Linked DNA regions of Bombyx mori: region 2 is linked to region 1. Evidence: chromatin contacts called from public Hi-C data. All regions are on one chromosome and are shown on one strand. Each heading gives the region's core, a stretch centred on a gene start, on an enhancer-like site or on the middle of the called end of the contact. The rest is flanking DNA. Distances are from core to core; before and after follow the strand shown.

Region 1 (5,755 bases), core at 2,444-4,943:
ACGATGGTCACGGCGGACGACGCAGCAGCTTTTCTCGCCAGTATAGGCGACACGGGAGCGGCAGGCACGACAGAGGCTGCGGTGCTCAATGCAGAAGCTCTGCACGCAGGTACAGGCGACGCAGGAGCAGCGAGCGCGGCGGAGTCCTCGAGAGGGCTCGCAGTGTGATTGGCCTTGAAGGCCAAAAACTCCGAGGCGAGCTGTGGGTGGCGAAGTCGGAGGAATTCCGCGAATACAGCGTCCATGATCGCTGAGTACCCAGGTGGGGCGGCCCCGGGTCTTGAAAACACTCGCCTTGCGGCGAGGCCCCAACTTCTCGGACCTGAGCGGTTCTATTGAACACAGGTGGCAATGCGGCGCGATTACTACAGGACAAAGAAAAAGCACAACAAAACAGAAATTACGAAAAGAAACAAAACAAATAAATACTTGCAGGAAACCACTTTGTCGGCAGATGTACCACGAACACAGAAACAACAAAAGGAAACAAAACAAATAAAAACTTCCAGAAAGAGCACTTAGTCGGCAGATGTACCACGAACACAGGCCGCGCGAACAATGGCCGGGCTAACAAAAGCCGGGCGAACAAAGACCGGGCGATCGAGTGGACGATGAGCACGTCCGCACGTGACGGGTGCCTCTATCGGAATGCCCACCTGGTGTTAAGTGGTTACTGGAGCCCATAGACATCTACAACGTAAATATGCCACCCATCTTGAGACATAAGTTCTAAGGTCTCAAGTATAGCTACAACGGCTGCCCCACCCTTCAAACCGAAACGCATTACTGCTTCACGGCAGAAATAGACAGGGTGATGGTACCTACCCGCGCGAACTCACAAGCAGTCCTACCACCAGTAATTACGCAAATTATAATTTTGCGGGTTTAATTTTTATTACACGATGTTATTCCTTCGCCGTGGAAGTCAATCGTGAACATTTGTTGAGTACATCTTTTTATAGTCGCATCAAAATTGTACATGCGATCTCTTGGTACCGAGAGACTTTGCTGTCTATCTTCAAGACGGTAGTATCCAAGGAGAATGTTGTGAGAAGTTGTTCGAGATGATTCCGTATTTTTTTTTACACTTCCTATAAGAATTTTTGTTCAAAGATAATTTTTACTATGCACAATCAAACTCGCAAATAAATTCCTTTTCATCATAATATATTTCCTTGAGTGCTATAAGGTTTCACTGCTTAGTTTGATCCGTGTTAAATTGAAACAAAACGAAATCAGATTTCACCTCGCAAATAATGACATCGGTTATGCAAAAATGTTGTTTTATTATTTTTATTATTGTTTCATATCCGGCATCGTCATGAGATAAACTGCAAACTGGTTTTGTAATGGGATAAATGTTTATCTTGTAAGAAAGAAAGGCTTAGATAAATCACATGAGTAGTCTGTAGTTATATTTAAAGCAGAAAACAAACAAATAATAATTGGTGATTCAGGTATGTCGTCTAACCTCTATAATATAATATTTTATCAAAAGCTTTGATCTACAAACTCCAGTGACGAAAGCTTGTTATAATTTATTATAAAGCAGTTGATTATTCATTCTTAAATTGTTTTTTTTTTCACACAAGAAATTGTGTAATATATTTTTTATTAATATTTATAATAACAAAAGTTTGTTTCATTATTTTTTTCTTTGCTATTAAGGTAGATTAGTTTACGGCAGGATTATAAGTAATCGCCATCGTTCATGGATATCAGCAAAATTAGAGGCAAAACATAGCCGCTACCTACTATTATGATACTATGGTAGGACCTCTTGTGAGTCCGCACAAGTAGGTACCACCACCATGCCTATTTCTGCCGTGAGGCAGTAATGCGTTTCGGTTTGAAAGGTGAGGCAGCCGTTGTAACTATACTGAGAGCTTCGAACTCATATCTCAAGGTAGGTGGTGGAATTTACGTTGTAGATGTCTATGGGTAATTACCGGTAATTACTATCCAGGGTGGGTTGTGAGTTCGGCCACCCATGCAGATAAAAAAAAGAAGATAATATTAACTAACTCTTAAGACACTGTTATTCATTGCTAGTAGGCAGCCAACTTACGCTAAGCCAAGGGTATATGTAAGGGTAATGCTAAATTCAATCAATATAATGCATCTTATGTAAATATAGTCTAGAAGTCTGTCGTCGAATAATTTTATTAATGAGTGTATTTTCAAAAAAGAAATTTTAATCTTCCAAATTGGATCCATCGTCTTTCATTAGTCTTGTTGTTGGTAACTTCAACCACGTAATGTGGGTTCAACTTATTTTCGACTACGACTGAAGTCAGTTTAGTTTTTAAAAAAAGGCTTTTGCTAGCGGGATTGCTTCCTATACCGATAACAGAATAAATACCAATAGCCATCCCAAATACTAGTTAAAGTCGTAGATGCAAGTACTGAACTTAATGAGTGATCTCACTAAATTGAATATTTCAACGCAAATAAATTTAATTTATTCAAATTTAAAGACCGCGTGCTACATTAATTTTTATTTTTTATTTACATATTTAATTTTTCATTTACACGCTAAAGTTATTATTATAATCGCTGTTTGCCCCATTTGTACATTAATTTTATGCAATTAATATTTTCCTCCGTTTTTCGTATGTCTGAGTCATTGTTTTATCAAATTGCTAGATATTTGAGATGCCAGAGACTCGTGACATTGGGTCAATTTAACAAATATAAAGTTTTTGCCTCATTACATGAAACACGGTAGGAGCTAATTTTGATAAAAATCACTTTTACACGTTTTGTATCTATTTCTAGAGAGAATCGAATTAATTATTTAAATAAATTGCATCGTAAGAATAATTGTATCAATATATAATAATATTATAATAATATTTTAATGTTAATAAAAAAAAAAAAATTTTACAGTGATAAGTGTTGTAATTGTTGTACCATGGTATCAGATAAAAAGCCCCAATAATAATAGTAATAATATAAGCGCCCATTAAATTCACTACTGTAATATTTATTTATGTTCTGTCATTCGTGTTTTCAGTATAAGTCCAACATAAATTGCATTATATTTTGTTTGCTCAAACTCAAAATACTTTTCCTCTAAAACATAACCTCACTTTAGCATTGGGCTCATGGCTAAAAAGACAGAGGGTAAAAAAAGTTGGATTTTAACAAAACATGTATGACGCACGCCGATGATTCAAATGCAATTCAAGTATTAAAATATACTAGTGGTCCCGCAGTATTTGAAATTCGACTATAATTAATTGAAATTGTAAGTTTGTAAACTATTATGATTCTATTTTCAAACACTATTATACTTTTATAATCACAAATTTCGCCAAATTTCACTATAGAAAAATATTAATAAAGACAAACAATAGTTAATCTATTCTGATTCTCAATTTGATCACAGACGTCAAGAACAAAAGTTCTACAATAAATAAATAGTATGCATGCGTGTGTGCGTCAAGTACATGGTAGTGTATGTAATGTTTTTTTTTATTGATTTAATGTATGTTTTAGGCATAATTTTAAAAAATATTAACATTCTGCACTCCTTCTCTATATTCTCTATAAGTGTGGGAAATTTCATACTCCTCCTCCGTAAAAGGGGATACAAAGTTTTTCCTTCACGTATTAATATATAGATATAACATGTATGAGTAATCGCATTGCATGTGCGCAGCCTAATAGCGCATACGGCTTGAGTACAAGGCCATCAGTATTTTGTTCCGCTCTATTCGTCGTAGTGACGTAACTAGATATACCTACCATTATAACTATAGTGTAATAATAGTAGATGAACATACAGCACAAGCGTGCTCTAGTATCGACAATTCGTCGCGATGTTTGAATATTCGTGAGTTACGTAATAGATACGCATCTTTTTTATCGCTCTTTGTGTGTAGCTGATGTTAGAAGTGATATTAAGCGGGTGCCAGGGCCAATAGGCATCTCAACATGCATGAAACTGCGCACCTTGAAATATTAGACTCAAATAATGCTTATCCCTTTTCTAGACTGGATTTGCGAAGTAATACAGTCCAAAAAAAGGTTAGATAGATCTAGAAAAGAAAAAGAAAAGAGAGCTTGCAAAAGTATTCGCTCGCAATATGCTGCTCCTTACCATGGTAGAATCAGTCCTATGAATTGAATATTCTTTTCAATGTTCATCAGGGATTTCATGTGGAATGTAAAATGTGTAGTAAATGTACGGTGGAATAGTAAAAATAAATTAGTCAGGACAAGTACAAAAAACTTCATATTGTTTCTTCGCTTCCTTATTCAAACCGCAGATTTTTTAAAATATACAATGTCAAATACTATTCGTACGTAATACATCAAGTTTTTTTAGGTTCATAACGCAATCCGTTCTAGAAAATTTAATTAATAATAATAAATTTTCTGTTGAAATACGTACATAATAAATGATCACCAGTAACTTCCACGATGAAGGAATAATATCGTGTAACATAAATAAAACCCAAAAATAAAAATAATTTGTGTAAGTAGTGATGATAGCGCATTGTGAGCCCATACAGATAGGTTCCACGACTCTGCGTAGGTATTTCTGCCACGAAACAATATTACGTTTCGGTTAGAAGGGTTTTTTTCCCTACCTATGCTGATAGCCTTGAGAGGCTATTTCACTAACACTGACACTGACTGTAAGTAAGAGCAGTGCTTCGCAGAATCTACCACCGGATCGGAAACGCGACCCACTGAGAAGATCCGGCGAGAAACTCAGTAGGCTAGAGGGGTCGGGTAGCCGTTTTACTATCAAACTGACACTTAAAACTCATGTCTCAAAGTGTGTGGCGGCATTTAAGTTGTTGATGTACATGAGCTCCGGTGACCATTTAACAAACCGGTGGGGCGTAAACTCGTTAATCCATCTAAGCAAAAAAAAAACGAAATCAAATTAATTTTGTTTATACCACACTCCACGGCTCCCCAAAATATCACTTCGACGATTTTCTATACCTAATGCTAAATATGCGAGTTTCTTTATCATCGTTACTATTTTTTCAATTTACAATTTACTCTACAACTGAATAACAAATATATTTTCCTCATACTAAATTGTCACGTCTATACTACACGTAGTATACAGGGTTACATAATACAAATTGTCATAATAAATAAAATCGTTCCAATGTTACAATATAATTTATAGATCGTATTTTGAATGTATTAAGAATGATCAGGCTAGACCGTTAATAAACTGCGACTTAAAAGTGATGACTTTTAATTTCTACCAAACCTACCTGCCTTCTTTTAATTTTAACAATAAAAAAATAAAAAAAAATAAAAATAAAAGTAGGTGGATCAAAACTAAATTTCGACTTTTTGGCGGGAACGCGAGGAGTGAAGTTATCTGATTTGTTTTATTTTGTCTATTTAGTGCTTCTTCAGATTTAAATGTATAATAACGGTGGTTTATTAATAGCTTAATATTTGTGAAAGTGCACAAATGTGGGAAAATTAAACAAAGTCGCTGGACGTAACTTCTCGGGATCCTCCAAAAAGTCCACTAAAAATTTCAGTAAATAACCACCATTTTGCTGAGATGATATTCCATCCCATATCATCTTATTTCATTTCAATTAATTTCATCCCAGTTGATTAATGTCTCAAATTAATCATCTTCATTTCATTTCATATTTTCATTTTTCATAAAAATAAGAATATAAATTAAAATAAGACATGACTTAAAGGTCTTAGTTACCAGGCCATAAAATCCTTTAAAAAAACTAAATTTCAAATAGTAATCTTG
Region 2 (6,001 bases), core at 616-3,115, 71 kb before region 1:
TTTATTGTTTGATAATTTATTAAGAAGGTAGGACCGCGCGGGTAGGCACCACCGCCCTGTCTATTTTAGCCGTGAAGCAGTAATGCGTTTCGGTTTGAAGGGCGGGGTAGCCGTTGTAACTATACTTGAGACTTTAGAACTTATGTTTCAAGGTGGGTGGCGCATTTACGTTGTAGATGTCTATGGGCTCCAGTAACCACTTAACACCAGGTGAGCTGTGAGCTCGTCCACCCACCTGAGCAATACATAAATAAAAAAGGCAAGTCGTTCATGATATGTGTGTTAAACTTGATAATACTATTGTTGTTTCTTTTAATTCTTTTACGATTTTGTATAGATTCTATAAGTGTTTTGAATTTGAAATAGGTGATTTGAACAGGGAGCATCTAAGGTTCACTAGCATCGTTTCCGAGAGACCAATAGTTTTATTATGTTACTAGCTGTACCTGTCCGCTTCGCTGGGCATTTAAACTTAATATTATTATTTCTCACCCCCACAAAGATTCTCATCATAACACCCCCGCAACTGGTTTAGGGAGTCCAACACTCATATAAATATTAACTTATCCATTAAGTACATGTATTTTCTATATGGACACCAAGTTTCAAGTCAATCGGATGCATGGTTCAGTAGTTATAACGGAACATCCGTAAAAACCACTATAGATTTATATATTAGTATAGATGGATTTCGTTATCCTAGACGGGATTAAGCGCGCTTTGAAAATAACCCAAAGCGGTAGATTACGGCTTGACTGCTGAATTTCACTTAGTTTGTGGCCATTGAATTTTAGGAATATCGAAATGAAAACAAGACACGTTAGATTATAAGCCGCAACAGTAGCTATAGTTAAAATTATAGCTAGTATCGTGTTTATGAATAGCGTCTACGGTCTTCACTGTGGGTATTTAAAGAGGATCCTTTAGGTCCTTCGAATGCAATCATTTTAAAAAACAAATGCTAATCAAAATTCCTTCTTGAAAGCATTGCATAGTTTACCGTCATACTTGTTTATGCTTCAAAGCACTTTTTTTTTATTGCTTAGATTGGTGGACGAGCTCACAGCCCACCTGGTGTTAAGTGGTTACTGGAGCCCATAGACATCCACAACGTAAATGCACCACCCACCTTGAGATATAAGTTCTGAGGTGTCACGTATAGTTACAACGGCTGTCCCACCCTTCAAACCGAAGCGCATTACTGCTTCACGGCAGAAATAGGCAGGGTGGTGGTACCCACCCGCGCGGACTCGCAAGAGGTCCTACCACCCGTAATTACGCAAATTATAATTTTTCGGGTTTCATTTTTATTACACGATGTTGTTCCTTCACCGTGGAAATCAATCTTGAACATTTGTTGAGTACGTATTTCAATAGAAATATTGGTACCCGCCTGAGATTCGAACACTGGTGCATCGCTCAACACGAATGCATCGGACGTCTTATCCGTTAGGCCACGATGATTTCAAACGACGGCACTTATGCATTCCGATTCAAAGAGTAGGTTGTCGTAGTTTTAATTCAATTAGGATTACGACCTCATGTCGTACTGTAATGTTGCGGTAACATTCGTAGCCTCTCAAACAACAAATAAGCCATTAATTAGCTCCTTGACACCAAATGGAAATGTCCTTCTGATCTTAATCATCTTCAACAGAGATGAATGTAAACAATATTCAATTGTCTTATCAATGTTGTTTACCATATGAAACTGTAAACAGTAAATCGTACGTATGTAACTTAGATTGAAATTAAAAGTGCATATATAAAACGTTTTTTCCGATTCGGCGCTGGTCTTACACGTGCCGAGTTGTTTGTCCGGGATGCGATCTTTGGCAGTCAGGCAGTCATTGTATGCAGTGAGTATTTGCGAAGCGCCCTCCCTTCCTCTTCGCCGCAGCCTCCCTCCCCGTACCGCCCGCGCTGTGCCTACCAACATTATTTTGAACACATGCACGCGAGAGCATAGATAACGCGCTGAACTCGGTTTACATGTGTCCGGTTTTTTTTAAAGCTACGCCTGTAAGCTATCAGCTTTTTTCGCTATCAGCAATCTATACTTGTGCCCTCTACGTAGTTTGGTAAACATTTACGACATTAAATCTGGTATCCTCTTTCTGCCTATGAATAAAGCGGTATCGAAGAATACAAATGCTTTATGGGACACGCACCTCTTGACGCTATTTAGGCGCAGTTGGATGTGGATGGGGTTGGAGCTCTTTTTAATGAACGTGGAAAGGCATTAACAAAATTAAAAAGTATGTTAGCAATATCAAATTAAATTTTAAATCGTATTAGATCTAATGACTAGATTGGACTAGAAAGTACGGTAGTCACAAATCATTGCCAACGTTGCGATAAAATCTTACCAGCTGTTAACTGTGAAACCCAAAGTTTTTTAAGACTATGTAAGCCAAGTAATGTGTGAATAAGAGTGTATTTTTTCAACTTTGATACGTGTCCTATTAATAGTCACAACAGTCGAAAACATAAATGTCAATAAATACTTTTATAGAAAATTAGATGGTAGTAGCACAATATTCCGATACGGCGGTACATTCTGCATAGCACTACACACCCTTGCTAGGGTTAGTGTTAGTAGTGAGCTCATTTACCCTTGCTAGGGTTAGTGTTAGTAGTGAGCTCACTTACTCATCCGCGAGAACCTGGAATAGCTAGGTATATATATATACCTACCTATAGCCGCCAGCGAATAGGTAGATATTAAAAAAGTTGTCTCGTCCGCAAACCTAAGAACTGGCAGTCTAATTTATTGACAATTAATTAAATAAAAAAGGTACACATGTAACCTAAGCGTTTAGGTTCCTTGAAATCTATGAATACACACGCAAAAAACAAACCGAGCAAATTAATGGCGGGCGCATACAAAGCTATACGTTTTCAGTTACATAAACAAACATAACTGCCTTTATGTTAATTTGATTATGGACTCTTCAAGGTCTCGTTGCAAACTTGTCAGGTACATTACGTTCGCTATTGTTGTGGTAAAATTAGGTTTTGTTTTATATACGATTTTACTACTTTGATTGTATTTGGGAGAGAATCTGGCCTAATTCATATTGTTCTCGCCTGTTCCTCTGAGAACCGTAGTTCTGTTTGGAGTCGGCGGTAAAGATTCTTAGATGATCCATAATTTTGTGTAACCTTAATTGAAATTAGTGGTAATGGAATAATGATTTTCATCCATTGGCATAGGTATTACTTTGTTATAAACATTTTTAGAGTGCCTTTAATAGACGTATTTAATGGGCTAGGGAATGTCTTGCGACTCGAGTATGTTGAGATTAACTGATAGTACATCACGTTTTAAGCCCGGATGACTAGCTTTCATATTCCCGCCTAAGCTTCTTGCATAACCTATCCTTCCTATGGGATACCTATTAAACTCATTCTGCTCGTCAAACTCGTCGATTAAGAATTCTATGTTCGAATTAGCCCATAACCACAATCCCCTGAGTTTCTCGCTGAATCATGGCAATGAGTTACGATATCTATCGGGGGATAGATTCTAGAAGTGCTCTTATTAGGGCAAGCTCGCCTATTCACTCAATGAAGCCAGAATAGTCCCTCAAGGCTACAGGCAGTGCGTAGAAAAAATAAAGTTACAAATACACTAAACACATTATCCTTTGGGCCCTAATTACTTTAAAACAACAAAAATAAAAACAGACTTATGTTATTTAAAAAAAAAAAAATTTTTAGAGAATAATATTTTCGGTTTACTATAGGGTAAAACTGCTTTCCGGTTTTCGAAACATCATATTATATGGTCTGATGTATGCTTGAAATTGTTTTTTTTTTTTTTAAATATTCTTTCTATTATCTAGTTCTAAATTAAAATACATTTACAATTACCTGACTGTTTACTTTTGTTTCGAGTACACACTCTAAGCAATTACTAAAACGAATTATAATTCAGAATATTTACATACTTAATAGGCACATATCGAATTTGAAACGTTCAATACGTTTTCCATTCGCCTATTGTCTTTTTAATTCGTTTTCATTGTAGATACGACTAAAATTATGTGCACAAGAACGCCATTTTAGTTTTAATTCTCACATTATAAATCATGAAACGATAACAGTCCCAGAAAACACAATGCTTCATCATACATGTTTATCTTGGTCGTTTATTCTTTTTTATTTATATAGATGGCGGACGTACTTCTTGACTTCTTTTAATTGGTTACTAGAATTCATTAATAGTTACCATTTCTATTGTGACGCGTTACAAAAAGTACTGCAGAGAAAAATTTAGGGGCACCAATATTTTTAATCCAAATTTTTTTTTTATATTGCTTAGATTGGACGACCTCACAGCCCACCTGGTGCTAAGTGGTTACTGGAGCCCATAGACATCTACAACGTAAATGCGCCACCCACCTTGAGATGTAAGTTCTAAAGTCTCAAGTATAGTTACAACGGCTGCCCTACACTTCAAACCGAAACGCATTACTGCTTCACGGCAGAAATAGGCGGGGTGGTGAGACCTACCCGTGCGGACTCACAACAGGTCCTACCACCGGTAAAAATTAATTATTCTTGTTTGACAACGGCTTATTTTATATGAAAAAATCAAAGCCATTTACCGAAATATTGAAATGAAAGTGACGAGACGAGTTTTTTCCTCTATCTATTCGTTGGTAGCCTAAGAAGCTATTCCAGCTTCTCACGGACGAGTACGTGAGTTGACGGACTCAATCTGAGAAAATTTGCTAACACTAGCCCTAGAAAGAGGAGTAATTCGGAGAGTCTACCACCGAATCGGAATCGCGACTCACTGAGAAGATCCGGCGAAAAACTCGGTGGGCTGTGTCTATGGGTTCGAGACGAGTTTGAAAATTCAAGAGTATAGCGGAATAAATTAGTAATAGTTAATAAAATGTTTGACTTACAAAAAACTGGTATACGTTTTGGTCATCAGTTCAAAAAAGGATTTAAAGTAAACAAAATGTAACAAAACATAATGATTCAAGTATTTCCTCCGGCGAACCTTCTTATTATTTCTATGCTATATAGAGAATGTAGTTCAGTAAGTTTAATATCTTGCTAAATATATTAAAAAAACACACAGTAAAACTGTATGTTCATACATAACACATCCAGCTCTCAAATCAGGATGGTCGATCTAAGACTTTGTGTTGAAACATGAAGGAATGACTGGTCATAGAGTGAACGAAGCACTAAATGAATTCATGTTAGAAATCATAGGTATTAATGTTGCCATGTACGAAAAGATAGCCTAGAAAGCGTTTTTAGCAACAAAAAAAATGACAGAGAGCCTGCTCATACAGTTCTTAAGAAGTATTCAGGTGTAAAATTCCGGTAGTGCCCAACACACCAGCAGCAATATCGCCTTTTTTGCTGGAATACAACTAGAGGCGTTAGATTGCTTATTAATCTGTTGAATCTGACAAATTGCACAGATGTGCGAAAATGAAATAAAATCACAAGACATGGCTTCTCGTGTTCTTTCAAAAATCTCTTAATAAATTTTACCATCATTTTTAAGAGCACTATTACACTTCAGGTCATCTCGTTTCATTCCATATTACATTCACGGACAACATATTATCAAATTGAGAAAACTCAATTTAATTTCATTCCGCTTCAATTAATTTTCCATGTAATTATTAACTATTAAAAAAAAACTCCAATCCCATTTATTGTGCTCCAAATTGTTTTAGCATTGCGCGCATTGTATTTTATAAGCTCAGTAATTGTTGCGCGTCATCGACCCTATATTATAATATAAAGAATTATGTATGTTACAAATAACTCTCGCTTAGATTCAGTCAGCGCCAGCTCAGTTTATCTTCGGTTGCGTGGATGGCACCGTGGACTGACCGTGAATACCATTACAATACACTCCTATACCTATACTATATATATATTCACCACCCTCTATTTGAAAGAAGGATCTAAGTTCTGGCTCTCCTCCCACGTATGTTCTTCTTCAGATCGTCTGAGAATAACA

The links. Hi-C and Micro-C count contacts between places; a contact is called where the count stands out from the background.
Region 2: a contact with region 1 is called in a Hi-C map of middle silk gland, with 2.1 times the contacts expected there. The contact joins two enhancer-like sites. A contact is called at or near these places in 2 of 7 Hi-C or Micro-C datasets (middle silk gland and midgut).

The regions. Positions count from the first base shown.
Region 1 is chr4:15,620,814-15,626,568 of ASM3026992v2, reverse strand. All of the region lies in intron 1 of LOC134198821, which reads left to right. The region is part of intron 2 of LOC105842315 (zinc finger protein chinmo); the gene reads left to right. Among protein-coding and RNA genes, the nearest start is that of CPR58, 17 kb to the right of the region's middle. Within about 2 kb of position 3,693, at least 5 of the 8 cell types and tissues checked have open chromatin away from gene starts, as enhancers often do.
Region 2 is chr4:15,690,060-15,696,060 of ASM3026992v2, reverse strand. All of the region lies in intron 1 of LOC134198821, which reads left to right. Among protein-coding and RNA genes, the nearest start is that of LOC105842315, 9.5 kb to the right of the region's middle. Within about 2 kb of position 1,865, at least 7 of the 8 cell types and tissues checked have open chromatin away from gene starts, as enhancers often do.